Linked DNA regions of Mus musculus: region 2 is linked to region 1. The links are chromatin contacts, called in public Hi-C maps. All regions are on one chromosome and are shown on one strand. The core of a region is the stretch at or near the end of the contact, and the rest is flanking DNA. Distances in the headings are between cores, read along the strand shown.

What was found. Hi-C and Micro-C count contacts between places; a contact is called where the count stands out from the background.
Region 2: a contact with region 1 is called in a Hi-C map of liver, with 3 times the contacts expected there. The contact joins the enhancer-like site here to the promoter of Bach2os in region 1. A contact is called at or near these places in 7 of 39 promoter capture datasets (the C10 cell line, cranial neural crest, embryonic stem cells and 4 more), 11 of 484 Hi-C or Micro-C datasets (3T3-L1-derived adipocytes, CD4 T cells, CD8 T cells and 5 more), 12 of 115 datasets of contacts at active chromatin or transcription factors (CD8 T cells, Th17 cells, Th2 cells and 8 more) and 3 of 9 other capture datasets (adipose tissue, embryonic stem cells and liver).

The regions. Positions count from the first base shown.
Region 1 is chr4:32,568,948-32,573,874 of GRCm38.p6, reverse strand. It overlaps Bach2os (BTB and CNC homology 2, opposite strand), which reads left to right and starts at 2,213. Exons shown (of 5, transcript NR_026843.1): 1 at 2,213-2,291. All of the region lies in intron 3 of Bach2 (BTB and CNC homology, basic leucine zipper transcription factor 2), which reads right to left.
Region 2 is chr4:32,285,497-32,290,423 of GRCm38.p6, reverse strand. It overlaps a transcript of Bach2 not described here. Among named protein-coding and RNA genes, the nearest start is that of n-TGccc3, 58 kb to the right of the region's middle. Within about 2 kb of position 2,108, at least 83 of the 459 cell types and tissues checked have an H3K27ac peak or open chromatin away from gene starts, as enhancers often do. A contact at or near this core is called in CD8 T cells, Th17 cells, Th2 cells and 5 more, where this site is marked.

The DNA of each region.
Region 1 (4,927 bases), core at 964-3,463:
TAAACACCTTGCTGGACGATGTCATGTGTTCTCGAAGTTAAGCCTTGAAGGGCACTGAGACTTGTACTTTGTCCTGTTTCACTGGCTGCTCAGTAGGGCAGACCTGGCATCTCCAGCTCACAGCACTATCCTGCCAGTTCTGTGAATGGAAGCATGCTCATTGCTTATGAGGTTTTATTTAATTATTCTGAACTCAGTTCACTCCTCTAGCTAGACAGGCCCTGGGAATGACACTCAGTTTCCATGCTTAGTGGCTGCCCCTTTTACCCGAGGAACCACCTTGCCAGCCCAGAAGTGAATTCTTGAAGCCACTGAGACCCGCAGAGGACTGTAACCCCAGCCAACACCCGATCTGAGCCAGAAATGCTCATGAGGGCCAGCTCAGTTCCTGACACACAGAACGTGTGAGAGCTGTTGAATGACCACTGCTACTGTAAGCCATTAAGGTTTAGGCACGATTCCTACTTTTAAGTCCTTCACAAGTCAAGGTAAATATTTTTAAAAGAGAGGATGGCAGGGGTGGGAGAGATGGCTCGATAGTTAAGAACACCTGCTATTCTTCCAGAGGACCCAGGTTTGATTTCCAGCACACACACACACACACACACACACACACACACACGAACATACATGGCAGCTCACAATCATCTGTGGCTACAGTTTCAGGGAATCCAATACCCTCTTCTGGTCTCTGTTGGCCCCAGACACACACGTGGTACAGACAGACATACACACAAACAACTATAAAATAGAAATAAATAAATAAAACTCCACAACAATGAAGAGAGGATATCACAACTCTGGAGGTGTCTTCTCTGTTGTTTAATTTTAGTATGTATTATTTTGTAAGAACGGCAACTATGGAGACCTGATGCAGGGAGTGGTCCTCATCTATAAACACAAGAAGTGAAGGTATGGAAATTAGGAATTCAAGGTCATCCTTAGCTACAAACTGACAAACTGAGTTTAAGGCCAGCATGGGCTACTGAAGACCCTAATTGTTTTGTGTGAAAACATTGACTTTGTGTCTGATGCAGAAGCTGAGAGCAAGCCCAGGCTCTCTCTCTCTCTAGGGCCTTGTCAGTCTCCATGGGGTTTGGAGTTCAGGTCGGTGACATTTTTAAAAAATGATTTATTTATTTTATATATTTGAGTACACTGTCACTGTCTTTAGACACATCAGAAGAGGACTTCAGATACCATTACAGATGGTTGAGAACCACTGTGTGGGTGCTGGGAATTGAACTCAGGACCTCCGGAAGAGCAGCTGGCGCTCTTAACCACTGAGCCATCTCTCCAGCCCCAGGTCTGTGACTTTTAACAGCTTCTCTCTGCCCTTCCTTGCTAAGGCGGTGCTGATGGTTTGGGAACTTCTGCAGTTACATCTGTTTCTGCAACTCCTGCACAGTTATGACCTCAGCAATCTTAGCACTTGGGAGGAGGTGGAGGCAGGAAGATTAAGGCCACCCTCAGAGGCCTGTGGAGTTCCAGGCCAGCCCAGGCTATTAGACCCAGCTCAGGTTGCTTAGGTTTTTTTCTCATATTCAATTTCTTGGCTTGGCCAGCAGATGGCAATGTAAGCCTAAATGTCATGTGCTAGGCTAACCTTTAATACTAACACCAGTCAGAGAGGCTAAACTTACAAGTGTATGTCAGTCAGGTGTGTTGTGTTACACCTTTAATCCCAGCACTTGAGAGGCAGAGGCAGGTGGATCTCTGAGTTTGAGCCTAGCCAAGGTTAAATACCGAGAGCTTGTTTCAGAAAAACTCAACCAACACCCCCACCCCTGCAAGAAACCAAAAAATTGAAAGCGGCCACATTAAATAAAGTAAAAACAAAACAAAACAAAACAATCCAGGTGAGTTTCATTTTAAGAACATGTCATTTATCCCAGTGTATAAAATATTTCTAATGTAATCTATACAAGTTATTTACAAAAAATTCAATGATGAAAAATTAAAATCTAAAGCACATTTTATTGTTCCAGTATTGTTCCACAATTCAGATGGGTCCCCACAAAAGGCTTGCTAGACATGTGTAGGACGTGCCCAGGAATCTTACAGATCTCTCAGGAAAAAGAGTCACTGGAGAAAGCATGTGGGCCTGGGTTTATTGGTGAAGAAAGCAACTTCCTGTTAGGATTCAGAGGGTGGAGTGTTGAGTCTGTGTTCTTTAAGAGGTCAAGGGTATGGCTAGTCTGCCCTGAATCTGGGAGTTATCTGTTGGTTGCATCAGATAGTCATGAGGCTCAGTCCTGGTATTTGTGCCCAGTTGATCACCATGCACAAAGGTAAGCACACTAAAGAATCATTTGCCTTTCCTAGGGCCGGGTGAAAATTCTGTCGGGTTACTTCCTAGCTGTGCACTTACTCCATGTGGCACTTACTATGCCTCCCATGTGGTGAGTGCAGGCAGGACAAATGGCTCCTTTGCAGGCTGTTGGAAAGGCCTTTGCCTGTGGGGCTGTTTCTCCTAGGCTTCCAATGATACAGTGCACTGTTTATCTCCATTTTCCAAGCTTTGGATAACAGACACTCAGATCCTAGATGGTGCCCCAGCAGCACACAGGTCGTCAGTTGGAGACATAGCACCTGGGCATCACAAAAGCTGTGCACCCTTGGGGCTCAGGGGACTTCTATTTCCACTGACAGCAGAGCCATCTTACTTCAGCTCCAGACTGTATTTGCTTACTTGCAGAAAGAAAACATGCCACAGAGCAGATCACAAGGAAAGTCTAAAGGGCTTCCGCACCGAGCGCTACTGTATTTAAAGCCATCTAGACAGCAAACACAGACCAGGTAGACAGGATGGAAGGTTGGCGGGGGAAAGGGAAAATCAACAATGGCAGTGTCAAAGTCCTTGGAGCAAAAGCAAACCACACATGGAATTTCATCAGGGATTGTTGCAATCGGGCTTCGTTTTTAAAGACGGTCAGTGGAGAAGAAAACAGTCAGCCATACATCTTCTTCTCTCTCAGGGGGAAGGGAGCCCTCACTCTTGTGCTGGGTTCTGTTTGTAGATCTGCTAGCCACACAGCAAGGAGGAACTTACACTGACCAGCAGGTGGGAGCACCTGCCTTGTTCCTCAAGGGATGCGGAGGCTCAACCTCAGCCCTCGGCTGTTTCCAAGGCAACGGGCGGGCATTCCTGGAGATGAGGGGCAGCCCTGGGCCTTTCCAGAGGAATATTTTCACAAGCTTTTGTGTGCATCCATGTACCCCACACAGGGCTGAAAACTAGGTAATGTGACAACGTCTTGGAAAGCCGACCAGCTGCGAGAAAGCTCACGCCTCTGCTCTTTCCTCCAGGAGATTAATACAACGTACACAAGCTTGTACAGCTTGCTGTTTGAGTCAGTGCTCCTGCCTAACATATCCTTCCAGACGGTACTTCTCATCAGAGGTGTTTACTCTCTGGGTCCCCAGAGACAGCACAGAGTAGACAATATGACACAATGAAACATTCTGCTAACTCTCGCCCCCACCTGTCCGAATAGCCTGCTGTTATGGCCAGTGGACTCTGGGCAGGGAGGCTGCACGGTAGACAGGCCTGGGAGATTTGTAGGCGATGAATCTCTTTAGTTGTGGACTGCTTTGGTTTTTGGTTAAGGCTTGGAGACAGAGGAATAGTCACTGAGTCAGCAGGCCAAATGTGAAAGAGGGTACTATTGGCCACTGCTGCGGTTTGCACAATATGTTCCTGTTGGTCATACCAGTCTTGCCAAAGTGCTGACTCTCTCCCTGCCTCTGGAACCCACAGGAAGTGCAGGATTAGAGGTCATTTTTCAGTATGGGACCTACACTGCTCGCCAGCAATGCCCGGAGGAAGGTTAGACTTTGTGGGAGTCCCAGCTTTTTAGCAGTCTGTGAAATCAATTCCTGCAGTTTGTAGCCAGGGACCCCTGACCTAGAGATGGCAAAGGGCAGAGAACCTTCTGCATGAGACCTAACCTGCCTTCTCGGCACACTTACATGGCCAGAGAGAAAACCTAGACAGGGAGGCTGGGAGATCACTGCTGCCTAACGACTGCCCACATCCTGTAGCCTAAACCATTTCCCTCATTTCAATTAAGATATCACTGAAAAGCTAATTTCCTATAAAGAATTCAAAGATGAGACAAAAGAGGAAAAGTTCCTGCTCTTAAGCAATGCTTATTCTGCCCTGGTGCATTTCTCTACAATGTTTGCTCTGCACAGTTTTTATGGAATTGTGACAGTGACACTCTGCCCATCTCATCCCACCAAACTTTTAGGCACACATTTCACTTGCCCGTTACCTCTGGTTTGCTGGGCAGAGACTACTGAAGGAGGAGGGTAGAGAAGTAGATTTGGAAGCAAAAGCCAAAACCAAGAATCTGTTTCTTCTACGAGTCCCAGGAGCAGAGCGGCCTGTGGAACCTTTCCTGCTTTGATATTTTGTTCTCATCAGACATGAGCTGAAGCCACAGGCGTACAGGGCCAGGCTGAGTGGGCACCCTGGAGACCATGGCAATGTACTGGCTCTCCAAGATGCTTCTGCGCCATGTTATCCCCAGGGTATCTGAGATTCACTCCTAAGACCACAGGAATTAGCATTGTGGTCCCAGGAAATCCATTCTCTCTGTTCCAGACCTCTTGAGGGTCTGTGAGTCAGAGATAATAATTGCTCCACTCAGCTTCTGGGCTTGCTATGAGAAATAAAATCGGGCAATAGAAAGGAATTGCCTTGTGAGCGAGGTGAGGCACATCTTTCTTTGTCATATGGTTTCCTCTTCCAGGCATATAACATTAGGAATTCCAAACACTGAGCATGTTCTAGACAACATGAAAACACTGTTTTAATCATGAATACAGTCGACTCCTATGCTGCCATTCAAAGCCGTCTTTTTATTAAGCAGAGCAATTACAGGCACTTGTAAAAACATGCTTCATTTACGGAACCACAGAA
Region 2 (4,927 bases), core at 859-3,358, 280 kb after region 1:
TTTAAGGCCTGGGAGGAGTTTAAAGTACAAAAAAGTGTTTCAAAGTTAAATATTCATTTCCTACTACATGCTGCTAGGACCAAATGTATCTAACAGGCTCAGAGACATCCTGGTTCTCTGACTTCTCTGTAAGCCACACAAAATTCCCCAGCTGTTGGGCCCAGGATAGTTTATTTCCTTAGACTCCCTCTATTTCCTGCCACTTTAGATACCTCACAGAATGGTTCCTTCTGGTTTTAACCAGATAAGTGCTGAGAGCTCGCTGTGACACCACTACTCTCGGTGAGCATGTTTTGTATTGCAAGAGCATCTAGCCATATCTATTGGGCTTGTAGCATGACAGAGCTTGAGAGAACAGAAATGTCTCCCAGAACAACCCCTCCAAACCACCGAATTACACCACAGTCCCTTCTTGCCAACTTTTCTGAATGAACCTGTTAGGAAATATCAAGATCTACCGTGTGTTCTGGCCACAAACCCTCTGACAAGGAAGAAGGCTATAGAGAAGGTTAAGTCCAGAGCAGAGCGCCATTGAGACAGAGACTGAAGGCTCTGAAAAAGGTGTGTGTTAGGGGCGTGGGGGTGTGGGGGTGTGTGGAATGATCACAGAATAAAGTGGAACACCCAACAAGGTCTTGCAGGGACAGCCAATGAGTCTGAATTTAAAAAGCAATTGGTCATGCATTAATACTTAATGGGCCTCATTACTGTTTAGACTAAATCAAAGCAATAGATATCTTCCTTAGTCAAATTTATTTATGCTAAGCACAAAATAATATTCCTTATAAATCTATGGAATTTTCATAAGTCTTAAATTCTTCCCAGGGAAATGTAGCTCCCTCTGTCAATTATCCATCTATCCACCCATCACAGGAACAAAAATTCAAGGAACTCCTTAAAGCATGCAAAGAAAAATTATGAAAAGACACACACCAGCCAGATACATTTCAGGAGTGGTTGCCATAGAAACTCGTCAGTAGGTTTCATTTTTAGAGTTGTGCCTTTTGATAAAATAGTAAGTTTCTTGGAGTATTACACACACACACACACACACACAAATAGCACAACTGCTGATGCCCAACTAAAATGCTTTACAACTACTTATTTAAACGAGTTCTCCTTTTAGGATGCCAATTATCTGTAAAGAAAACAATCCACCCTAATGAGCTGGCTGCCAAGGCTCACTCTTCCTCACTCCTAGGTATTTCATATTGAGTAGAAGCTGAAGTGCGGCTGGTGTAGGCATGAAGAGGTCAGGTACTTGTCAGGAACCTAAGAAAATAAGACCTGGTGTCGAGAGGCTCCTGACAGCTTTCAGCCACTGGTGCTAACATCTTCCAGGCTATCTGGACAACTGCTTGCTTGTTCAAAGGCTTTATTAGTTAGGTCTCCCTTTTCTATGACAAGGTGGCTCTCCATCACCTGTGAGAAATGATACTATGTTTCATCTTGGGGGAAGATACTGTAACACTGCCACTGTACAGAGCTCAGCCACTATCTCCTTTTCATTTGTATTAAACAACTGCTTGCTGTGGGTCTGAGTTCAGAAAGCACATACTGCACTTCCCGTTCTGAAAATTAAGGAAATTACACATTCTAACATAGAATCAGAACAGTAGTCACTAATTCAGACACTACTTTTCAAGTACAGGCAGCAGGTTAGTTATCACAATGCATTTTTTTTTCCTGATCAAAAGGCATCTGTGTTTGTAGATGAGGGCCAAAATAATCTTTGGATTACAATCAATAGACAATCATCGCATCTGACGTGTGCCAGGAGGGGCCTAACAATTGCTTAACCTGGCCTGTAAAGTATCTTTGAGTCATAAGCCTGGCAATCTCTGAAATGGGGGCTGCTGGGTTCCGTTTTCTATCAGCTGGGAACACCCTGGCTTCAGACCAAGAAGCCAGTCCTCTCTAAACAATAAAATCAGCAACCATCCTGACTTCCTAGACACACGAAGTAAATCACATTAGCAGCTGAGGAGAGGCGATGAACTTTCTGTTTGAAGGGCAACTAGCCAAGAAAACAAGGAAGGATCAACTGAAAATGTCACGGCAGAGCCTGAGCCAGGTGCTGGCTCTAGAATGACTGACAGGTCCCTGTGAAGAATCCAGGGAGCAGAGCTACCACTCTGAAGCAATACCGAGCTCCCTTTTCCCCTTAAAATGATACAAGTTTGTGTACACATATTTTAACAATTTCTGGCAAAGTGCACGTGTGTATCTATGGTTAGATATGACTAAGAAATTTTATCTGTATGACTAAGAGATGATGGTTATCTCTGGAAGGATCAAAGGTCGTGTTTGTTTTGATATTTTCCCTAGGCTCAGCACTGGCATTCATGATCTCTTACAGAAAGGAAGATAAGCGCACACACACACACACACACACACACACAGAGTTTTTTTTTTTTTTAAAAGGTCAACTATGGGATAAGAATTAGTCAAACAGTGGCACTAGGAAAACAATCAAAGCAGTCCCTGAGTGTCTGTGGGGACTCGTGAATGTCCAGTTCCAAGAAGGCTCAAACGCCTTATATAAAATGGCCCGACATCTGCATGTAACCCACAAATCCACCTGTGAACTTTAAATGCGCTGCAGAGTCCTCACAAGGCTAACATAATGTAAAAGCCACGTAAACAGCCATGCCATCCTGCCTAGGGAATGACAAGGAAAGCAGGGTCTGTGTATGCTCAGCACAGATCAGTTTTTCCCAAACATCTTCAAGTTCATTGTCTATATCAGGGGATGTGCAGCCCATCAGATACAAGCGGATGTGGCAGATCAAACCTCTATTTCATTCCTGGTGGGCAAAACAGTGACACAAACAGTACAGAAAAGGGAAAAAAAGAAAAAGAAACAGAGGAAGTATTTCCAAAATGCAACAGGAAATCTGAAAATAAGTATGAATGAATATTTTATACTGAGTTAAATATTTTTAAATTAATCTTATAGGTCACAAGTGTACATTAATTTTAAAAGTTCCTTATGTACTAATTATGGCTTAGGTCCAAATATAGTTTAATATAAGATATGTTGAAGTCAATCAAAGGATATTGTTTGGAGAATTCATTTCGCCTCACAAAAGAACCTGCAGTGGGTTGTAAAGCAATTCTACCCACAATGCCCTATGTTCCTCGTCTTAAAGAGGTAAACAAGTTGCACGAAGTTTTTTGAATTTTTAATTTTTAATTAACTTTATTACAAAAACTTGCAAATAAATATCACAGACCAAAAGGGACCAGAGCCAAGCTCTTTACATTCCCATGAACTTGGATACACTTAGGAAAGCATTCCGAAGCGGGAGAGCTTCGCGTTACATTTTACACTTTCACTAGGGACTAATTTCAATGCGAATTTTTAAAATATTTATGTGATAATTAACTTTTCAAGTGTTAAGAATACTTTGGTTGGCTTAGGACTAAATCCATACTGAATTAATATTTCTCTAACTACCTTGATATTTGATTGATTATATTAAGAAGAGAACACACAGACATTTGTTCCTTCTTTAGCCTCTCTATAATGTAGGAGATGCTTACAAGGCTCTTAAGCTAAAGAAGAGAAACCATAACTTCAAATATCCCAAAGTTTCATTACAGAGTGAGCAAGCACTGACTCCCGAAGACATGGTCTACGTTAGCCCCTCAGCAGGCAGACGCCCTCTTTGAGAAGTAGTCGGAATGATCGATCATCCACCACACTAGCTTTGCCTTGCAAGGTCTGTGCCCTTCTCTCCTGAATCACAGATATCTGCAGCCTAAAAGATGGAAGCCAAATGTCAGGACTGCCTTCTGCCAAACATACTTGAGAAGCCAGATGGCTAACCACTAAAATAATATACTATTTCCAAAGCCAAGAGTGTAATACATTTGAATCTTATCACTTCTCCATATAGAACTCCGTTTGGAACATTGAGACTTAACTAGATGAGCACACACTTCCCATATAATGTATATACGATAGGATAGTGTGTATACGATAACAATGAGATTACAACAGTGTATCATTTCAGCTACTGTTCTGTTGGGTTGGTGGCATTTAACACAGAAAAAAATGACCCAATCACTTCAGTAGCAACTTCTCCAAATAGCTGCATTTCCAATCGCCTCACTCAGGCAGGTGGGGGCAGTTTGGGAAAGGCAACCACAAACATTTATGCTAGCTTTGCTGTTAACAAGCAGGCTGGAGCCAGACTGTACCATAGCAATCTCCTCCTTCCCAAAGGATTTCATTTCCTCTCTATCAAAGAGAACCTCAAGATACATGAGATACAAGATACACAAAAAAATAAAATACTTAGCAAAGTGGCTACTAGTCCCAATGCCTGCTAGTGAAAGCAAATTAGGGTCTAGGCCTGGAGGTCAAGAGTGTGTGGTAGAGGTGGGATATGGCCAGGGAGAAGGGAGCCTACCAGGCATGTAGCAAGCAGTTCTAACTCACCACTCAAAATGTCTACCACAGGGAATTGCTAAACCTGGTGTTTGTTATTAGCTAATGATGAAATAAAATGTAGGTCAGGCAGAAAAATGTTAAACCGGAAACAAACATTCAGATGTTGCATGATGGAAGCTACCTTGGGTTTTTACTTTTTGGGGGGATGCTTTTTTATTATATATATATATATATATATATATATATATATATATATATATATATATATATATATATATATCACACATAAAATCTTACTTCTGTTTACTTTTAGTTTTTTTTTCCCCAAGTAGTTAGCCTTAATGTAAGTCTAGTTTTAGGCTTATATAAAAAAAATTGTTGGAAAGTTCCCTGTCTTCTGGCTCTCACATTTAAATAACACCTTGTGTGAGTATGATATATTTGTTATCATTAATGAGCTAGCATGCTCTTATTAACTATATTCTACAGGTAACATTGGGGTCTGTTTGCTGTGTTACATAGGTCTAT